Linked DNA regions of Mus musculus: all the other regions are linked to region 1. Evidence: chromatin contacts called from public HiChIP or PLAC-seq and promoter capture Hi-C data. All regions are on one chromosome and are shown on one strand. Each heading gives the region's core, a stretch centred on a gene start, on an enhancer-like site or on the middle of the called end of the contact. The rest is flanking DNA. Distances are from core to core; before and after follow the strand shown. Region 1 holds the start of Map10 (microtubule-associated protein 10). Region 2 overlaps Disc1 (disrupted in schizophrenia 1). Region 3 holds the start of Slc35f3 (solute carrier family 35, member F3).

Region 1 (2,700 bases), core at 60-2,559:
GCTCTTTGATTCCGACGGGGATGTGGACTTGGTGGAAGGGTCTGGCCCCTTGTCTTCACCTCTGTACAACCAGGCTAAATGGGGATGCACCTGGGTGGGGCTTGCCACGGGCTGGTTGCACAGCAAGGACAGCTCAATCAATAAAGCATTCAATAGTGGCAGCTGTCTTATAGCATTGACTGGACTTTGTTCAATCTGAGGAGGACACGGAGCTTCGTTCGCTTCTCCTGGACCCTGAGTCTGAGGAAGATTTGGAAGCACAGGAGGGCTCTCCTGCACTGCAGCTCTTGTATGTTTCACTGGCCTTAAGGGAGGACTTACGAGTTTTGTTTCGGGAAAAATGTCATCTAGATCCTCAGGTTCATTTCTCTGAGGCTCAATAGTGATTTCAACCCTGGCTGAAGGAGTCTTTTCCTGAGTCAGGTGAGTGTAATACAGTGGAGGAGGGCAAAATGTGTTGGTTTCAAAGTCCAGTTCTGTGACATCCTGACTGACAGAACTGACAGTTTTCCCACTGGGAGCGGGTGAACAAGGGGCAGAAGCCATGTCCCCAGAGCTAGCCTTACTGTGTAAGACCGCTTCTTCCCAGGACTTCTGGACAACTGAGGCGTCTGAGTCCCCTGCAGACCAGCTGTTGGTATCCTTGGCACATGGCTCTGAGCCCTCCAGAAGGCGTGCATTTGAGACACACTGTAGACATCTGGCAGAGATGCCTTTGGTGCATGGCTTCGAGGTCTCCTCGGTTCTTGGCTCTGACACCTCCAGGGCTTCGGAGTCCAGGATACAAGCAGGGCTCAGAGGGCCTCGCAGCTGCGGAACCCCCGGGGAAAAGCGTCCCAGTTCGGTCAGGCGATAGAAGAGCGCCAGCTCCCCAACACGCTCGGCCTCTGGCCCGCGCAGGGCGAATACACCTCGCTGGCCCAGGGAGGGGACCAGCAGGATGTCGCAAGCTCCCACCAGGCCGGGCGCAGAAGTCGGGCCCACGGGCAGTTGCAGCAGGGCTGCGCGCAGACGCGGGCGCCGCAGGGCGGCAGGGTGCAGGCGCAGTAGGCAGGCCTTGCCGCGCCCGAAGCTGATGGCGCCGCGCTGGGGCTCCGGGCCAGGAGCGGCCGGCGGGAAGACGAGCAGCGGCGGGAAGTCCAGCAGGCGAAACGCCACAGCCGGGCTCGCGGCGCACGGCGACAGCCCGGTCTCCAGCCGCACCCAGTCCACGAGCAGCTCCAGCGAGAAGAGCCGCCCGGCCGCCGTGGTCGCCATTGCTGTTGCCCCGGGCGACGCCGCCAGCTCGCTCCGCCAACCGGAAGCGGGAGCGAGGGTCACGTGACCGGCCGCGCCCTCGCGAGACTTGACTTCCGGCCCCGAGTGCTCTTGGGAGTTCTTTTGCCTATGGGGTTTTGTCGGAGCAGCTGCGTGATGCTGAGGGAGTAGACGCGCTCAAGCAGCACTCTCTCTAAATTTTATATAAATGAATATAATTTCTATTTTATATTTCATCACCGCAGGTCCTACGTCTTTAGGGATCACGTACCGGAAGTAAATGGGCCGCCCTGCCCATTTAGGCCTCAGAGCCTGCTGACCACTGCTCAAGTCAACCTTTTTTGTGGTTGCTGTGCATCTGTCAGAGGCTGTAGCTTCTGTCACCGGCTCCTTCCTCTCTTTGTCCTCTCACACAATGACCACTAGTAGGCCATCCTGCCCTCACCGGACTTGTGGCTTCTTGAAGCCTCAGGAGGTTTGACCTCAGCTTCCATCGTGACCACCTTGCATCGCCCAGGTGTAGGGGAACTCTCAGTGTATTGGGACAGTGCACCCTAACACCCACCAGAGCCCTCACCTCCCACCCTGACATCTGACCACCCTGGTGTGTCTTCAAAAAGACTCTGTTATGTTAGTTGATGCAGAATTCCCTACGGATGGGAACCCACTAGCTTCGGGTCTTTACTATATAATATGAGGGGCCGGGGGAGAGGGATCATGTACTATCCTAAGGTATTGAAAATGATGGGTCAGGGCTGGAGGTGCAGCTCAGTGGAAGAGTGCTTGTTCACTGCATACAATCTCCAGTACCACCGCCATGAGAGCGGAAGAAGTGATTGGTTCAGTTAGTAGGCAAATGGCATTGGTACATATGTCTGGGAGGAGCGGTGAGTGAAAGTAGTGTCTGCCACTGGAGATCTGTAGTGCACAAGCTACGCACAGAGGAATTTAGCACCAGCCCATTTTACGATTTTACATCTCAGATCCAAGTTCAGAAGCTCCACAACTTCCAGGGTGTCTCGAAGATTCCCAACCCTGGTCTCTCATATAAGACGCAGATCAGGAGTCTCCCTTCCTATTTATTTGATCTAAGTCAGAGCTCACAAAGACACGTTGTGTTGGTCTCATGTTGTGGGTGATTCTGAGGCAGACACAACCCTTGTGCTTCTCTCTCTCTCTCTCTCTCTCTCTCTCTCACACACACACACACACACACACACACACACACACACACACACACGTCACTGTCTCACTGTCAGGATGGTAGCACAGTCACAAGGATAGAGTAGAAAAACACATATGCAGTCATATAGTCCTGGCTCCCTCAGTTACACCATCAAGGGAAGGAGGGAAGCAGGTGACCAACTATCAGCTGTGATGCTCCACCCTCCACAGGCACCAAAATATGCTGGGTTCTTACCAGCTTCTTGTTGGTCTTAGTCC
Region 2 (2,700 bases), core at 1-2,500, 440 kb after region 1:
ATATCTAGATGTTTTTGGATATATATGTATGCATATATTAAAGTTTGAATGTATATATGATCAAGGCATCAGAAAATCTGAGGGTACACTGTCCCGTAGATGACGACATCTAGCTGTGTCCTTGTATGGTGGGAGGAGCAAAGATGCTAATGTTATAACTTCTGAAGGCCACACCCCAATGGGGAGTAAGAATCAATACTTTAATTGAGACAGGGCATAGATATCCAGGTCATGGCAGGTTATTTAAGAAGTCTGCGATTTGATGGGAGAAGAAGCAAGAGAAAGGGGAGGTGGATGAGGGAGAAGAGGAGAGGTGAGGAGGGAGAGGAAGAAGCAGAAGAGGCCATGGGCACAGATCCCTCTATAAGGCCACATGGGAAATCCCGTTAGGATCCCGCTTTTCTGACCTGTATAGTACAAGGTGGTGGTGTATGATGTCACAGTTGGTGCTTGTGCTACAAACTGTGCCGGTAATGAATAAGTTGTGGGTTAATGGCCACTGTGTTCCAATATCTACAGGGTTGGTTCTCAGGCACAGAGATCTGAATTGGCACAGGTGCCAACACACACGTGCCTGACACCCAACAGGCTCAGGCGGGTACGTCTGGCACACACCCAAGAACCCCTTAGTGTTTCAGGCTAGCTTCACTCCTAATGCTGGAGACCTAGGAATTCTCCTGAGGTTCAGAGCTATCTTCCACGGCAGAGGCAAAGGCAGCCCAGTGCCCTCATCCTTCTGGCTTGTGAGAAAGGAAACCCTCTTGTCAGAGCTTTCATCCACCGCCTCTAGAAAACTGTCTCAAACTGCAAGACAGCCATGAACTGAGTCTACTTACAGAGAATTGTGGGGTGCCCATTAGGCATGTATAGGAGAGGACAGATTGAGCCTCCTCAGGTAAAAGGAAGCATCCGTTTGCCAGGCACTATGGGTACATGATGGCACCATCACCCTATGACCCGACAGGTCTCAGCTGAGGGGAAGTCACTGTGACAGGGCACTGCTGCGGTCACAGGCTGAGAAGAAATCTGGGACCTGCTGGAGCCCAGGGCCAACTCAGAACTGTACCGAGGAATTGTGTGCAGACATCTCTATCCATCCAGGCACACAGAGTATCATAACAGCTGAAATCTAAATTGAAGTCTAAAAATAGCACAATAAAATTACTTCCTTCCTTCACTCCACAGAGAGCAAGTGGGCTGACACTCACAGCTGCAGGGCACGGCTGACTTCCGGAGTTCGCATGGACAGAACGGTTACACAACTGCCCCATCTTGTGAACACATTGCCCATCCCAGAGAATGGGGGAGCCAGAGCAATTACCCGGTTGGTGGAAACTGATCATGGACATTTGATTATAGTTATTAATGGGGAGAATGGGAGACAGACCGCTGAGCGGCAGGCTAGCGCTAAGTGAATGTGTATGAGATTCCTGGAGGGGGATTAATTTCTGTTTGCTTTTCATCTCTCAGCTACCATCTGAATGTGACACCGAGTCTAAGCGTGACTTGTCACAGCCTTATCAGTATTCTGTGCCTTGCATGCTGGTCACATTATCTCCGCTGGATGTACCAAACGAGGGGTCTCTTGCTGTGGGGGTTCATTTTCCTCTGATTCTAATGCGGAACTGGGGTTAGCTAGTGATTGGCTTTTCAGGGGAGAATCGTACCTTGGCGTGTCAGAAAGACACTCTTCAAGCAAATATTTGCCTCTCTGTGTGTTTCCCATTGGCACTGAGCACACAGTTCCTAATCTGGAGGGCGCACAGGCTCTCCTCAAGCTTTCGGCCCCATCAGAGGACGCTGGGCTTTTTCTGTATCTCAGCTATGAGATCTCAAGCTCTTCAGGTGAGCCACGTCCCATTGTCCTGCCCGTGGTGGCCTCTCAGCCTCTGTGCATGGTTAAGTGACACACATGCAGTGCCAGAAAGCACGGTGCCAGACCACACTCTGTTCTGCCCCAAGTTCTGCTCTTCTCCAACCAGAGACAAAGATGATCTTATCAAGGCCTTCTCAGGGCTTTCAAGCCATGCTGTAGAGATAGTCCTGAAGTGTATCCTTCTCTAATGTTAGCAGACAGAAGGCCCCCAGAATCCATCAAGCCACACCAGAAAGATGATTCCTAAGTCATCCAATCTCTCTACCTTCCCCTGAGAAGCAGGCTGCTCCCCACATTGGATTGTGAGGTCCAGTGGGGAGGCCTCCCAAATGCAGCCAAATGCAGCCAAATCAATAACAGCAAGGGGATCACCTGACTGTGCTTAATATTTTTTTTGGGGGGGGGGTCAGTGAGTTAAAGCCAAAAAGCCAGTAGTATAAGAACCGTTGAGAAGACGAGATATGTGGGACATTGCCGGGCGTGGTGGTGCACATCTTTAGTCCCAGCACTTGGGAGGCAGAGGCAGGCAGATTTCTGAGTTCAAGGCCAGCCTGGTCTACAGAGTGAGTTCCAGGACAGCCGGGGCTACACGGAGAAACCCTGTCTTGGAAAAAAAAAAGATATGTGGGACACTCTATTCACCCCGACATGAGATCAGCATCATCTTTCTGGGGATTAGACTGTCTGGACATCAGTCTGCTGGCTGTCAGAAGAGTTCAGACTAAAGGAGTTTCAGACGAGAACCAGGCTCCAGGCTTCTGTGTGAACGTCCACCAGGTGTTTCCACTGCTGCCTGCACACCACACGTGGCCAAGCATGGCCAT
Region 3 (2,700 bases), core at 110-2,609, 470 kb before region 1:
AATCTTTTCCCAGTGTCTAACTACAGAGGCATAACTCGGGACCCTGGTAATATCTCAAACAATATCTTGAGTTTGTATTGGCAAATCTCTACCTTCCAAAGAAAACAAAATAGATGTCAGCAAGTCAGTCCTGCCTGCACAGGTAGTTTCTTCATGCCTCACCATTGCAGCCAAGGTCATCAGCTGAGGCTCAGGGTGAAGTCTGAGGTACCCCAACCTGGCCCCAAGAACTCATCTTCCGGAAACTCAAATACCTAGAAAGATCTGAACAAAATCCTCTCGCTTAGGACCCATACAATCCTAAACCAAAGAGACGGAGCTAGATCCAATGAATCTTTATCACTTCTCCTGAGAGATTAATTAAATTCCAGGCCCAAGGGCTGAGTTCTCCTGAGCTAACTGCACCAGGATCCAATGAGAAACCCACACAGACCAGTTCTCTGAAGCAGCTCTCACTGATAGACACAACAGGCTTACCCTCAGAATCACTCAGAAGTGGACACAGGTCAGGGAGGTGTCAGAGAAAATGTAACACAAAGCCCCCTCCCCCTCTCTCCCTCCCACCTCCACCTCTGCTTTCAGGACTTGAGAAACGCCTCCAGGCCTCTTCATCAAAGTTGCCTATCTGCATGTAGAAGAGAGGGTTCAGTGAACCATCCCTGTGCGCTTCCCTGGTAGCTGTGTCTCTGGCAGGGAGACCACTAGTGGGCAAGGGAATTACGGGGGAGGGGGGGTCTTACTTTTGTAGCTGGTCGCCCAGGGCTGGTAGCCATAGTAGCCTGTGATGCGCAGGATCCGCTCCTCGATGGATGTGAGTCCCACCGGTCCACTGGTGAGATCCTCCACAGAGCGAGACCATTTCAGATCCTCCTTGATCGCCTCATCCACCACCAAGTACTTGAGCTGCCGGAGCTGAGGACTGATGTCGGACAGTCTCCGCGGGCTGACGTCCGGTGACCTCCTCATGCCACTGAGGCCGCGGGAAGGCGGGATGAGTCAAGGGCAGAGAGGAGGAGATGTCAGTGAGGACTGGTGAGGACCCACGGCTACTCCCCTCGCGTTGCTTGCCATGTGCCCTGCTCCCAGGAACCTCGGCGTCGGGTCCCGCGCCCTACTCTGGGCGCCTCTGGCAACGTGAGCTAGGGCGAGTGGCCCGGAGATGCTGCTGAAACTTCCCAAGCTCCGCCACACACGACCGTCCCTCTGTCCCTCCCTCCCACCAGGAGAGCAGCAGTGCGGGTTAGGCAGGGTCGCGGATGCCCGGGGGCTACCTGCCTGCTGCCCTCCCGCGCCTGCAGCTCTACTCACACAGCAATGCTCTTGGTCCTGGAAGCGCCGCCGGGAAACTCTCGGATCCCCATGGGCGGCGGCAGCGAGTGGCCCGGGGCGCCCAGGCTGGAGCCGAGGGGAGCCGCGGCCGGAGCTCCCGGCAGCCGCCACAAAGGTCTGGACGCCCGTAGGTCGCCCGCGCCCGCTGCCCGGAGCCGGTGGCAGAACAGCGCCGCGCCCCTTGCCTGCCACCGCCGGCGCCCTAGTACTCGCGGTCACGGACGCCCAGGCTCCGGAGAGCGCGCCCGGTAGTGCGCTCCGGAGCCACCGGGACGCGAGGCTGTGGCGGCCTCGGCGCGCGTGGACCTGGCGGGGACGCGCGTTCAGATCCTCGCAGCCCGGAGTGTGCCAGGCTCCGCAAGCTCTGCAACCTTAGGGCGCGGGACCTGTCACGGTCCTGGCGTTCTGGTTTCGACACGTGAGTCTCTCGGTCTTTCCCCCCAACACCCACCCCAAACACAAACGCGCGCGCGCCACCCCAAAGAGCGCTGCTACTACGAAAGCAAACAGCAAACTAACCTGGCATTTCACAGTGCACACTAAGTGGCTTATTTAGAATAGGTGGCAATTGATTTGCTGGATCAAGCCCAGTCCTCAGCTCACACAGCTCAAGGAAAAGGGCACTAACTGCTTCAGTGCCCTCTACAGAGACTGTCGTCCTACCTAGCTTCCGATCAGTTTTTGTGTCTTGTTCCTAAGCCATTCTAGACCTCCAAATCACCCTCCATACTGCTCTTCTGCACTGAGCGCAAAGTCAGAAAATACGCAGATATATAAGAGAAGAAAAATAGCCTTATCACGTCCCGAAAGGTTACTATGAATTATAGCTAGATTCTATTCCAACATTTTTCTGAGTGTGAGATACATTTCCCCCAAGAGATCAAACCGCCTGCGCTACTTTATGTATTACTTTAGGAAAAGATATATTGTTCCTCCGAGAACTGGGAATAGAATAGAACTCACTTCCTCAACTTGCTGAACTTGCTGAAACCTGCTGCAAACAGGTAAGAAACTCCAGTTTTCCTGCTGGGAGACAACCTAGGGCTTCCTACCTTTGCTGTGCCTCTACAACATCTTACCGGCAGTCCTAGACAATTAAATTACACAAGAAAGGGAAGACGATGGCTGCTACATAGGAAGAAGTGAAAGAAAAAATGAAGTTGTCTTCCTAGATGACAGCCAAGCAGATCTGGAAAGTCTCAGAGCTGACCAAAACAAAAAACAAAAAAACTTCGGAATTAATAACTGTGATGTCAATCTTGATTGTCTGTCGATTTGATGTTAGAATTACCATGGAAACAAACCTTTGGGCATGTCTATGAGGGAGTTTTCAGATATGGGCAGCATCATTCCATGGGCTGGGTCCTGGCC

Evidence for each region. Promoter capture Hi-C pulls out the DNA fragments that hold promoters and counts their contacts. HiChIP or PLAC-seq counts read pairs in DNA pulled down with a chosen protein or histone mark.
Region 2: a contact with region 1 is called in an H3K27ac HiChIP or PLAC-seq map of acute myeloid leukemia, with 3 times the contacts expected there. The contact joins the enhancer-like site here to the promoter of Map10 in region 1. A contact is called at or near these places in 2 of 39 promoter capture datasets (hippocampal neurons and pre-B cells), 2 of 115 datasets of contacts at active chromatin or transcription factors (VIP interneurons and acute myeloid leukemia) and 2 of 9 other capture datasets (embryonic stem cells and liver).
Region 3: a promoter capture Hi-C map of stem cell-derived epiblast-like cells shows a contact between it and region 1, with 2.6 times the contacts expected there. The contact joins the promoter of Slc35f3 here to the promoter of Map10 in region 1. A contact is called at or near these places in 2 of 39 promoter capture datasets (liver and stem cell-derived epiblast-like cells).

The regions. Positions count from the first base shown.
Region 1 is chr8:125,668,427-125,671,126 of GRCm38.p6, reverse strand. Map10 (microtubule-associated protein 10) reads right to left here and starts at 1,309. Exons shown (of 1, transcript NM_028908.3): 1 at 1-1,309. The coding sequence starts at 1,257.
Region 2 is chr8:125,225,856-125,228,555 of GRCm38.p6, reverse strand. All of the region lies in intron 10 of Disc1 (disrupted in schizophrenia 1), which reads right to left. Among named protein-coding and RNA genes, the nearest start is that of Gm30713, 160 kb to the left of the region's middle. Within about 2 kb of position 1,250, at least 74 of the 459 cell types and tissues checked have an H3K27ac peak or open chromatin away from gene starts, as enhancers often do. A contact at or near this core is called in VIP interneurons and acute myeloid leukemia, where this site is marked.
Region 3 is chr8:126,137,784-126,140,483 of GRCm38.p6, reverse strand. Slc35f3 (solute carrier family 35, member F3) reads right to left here and starts at 1,359. Exons shown (of 8, transcript NM_001363500.1): 1 at 1,309-1,359; 2 at 741-970. The coding sequence starts at 966.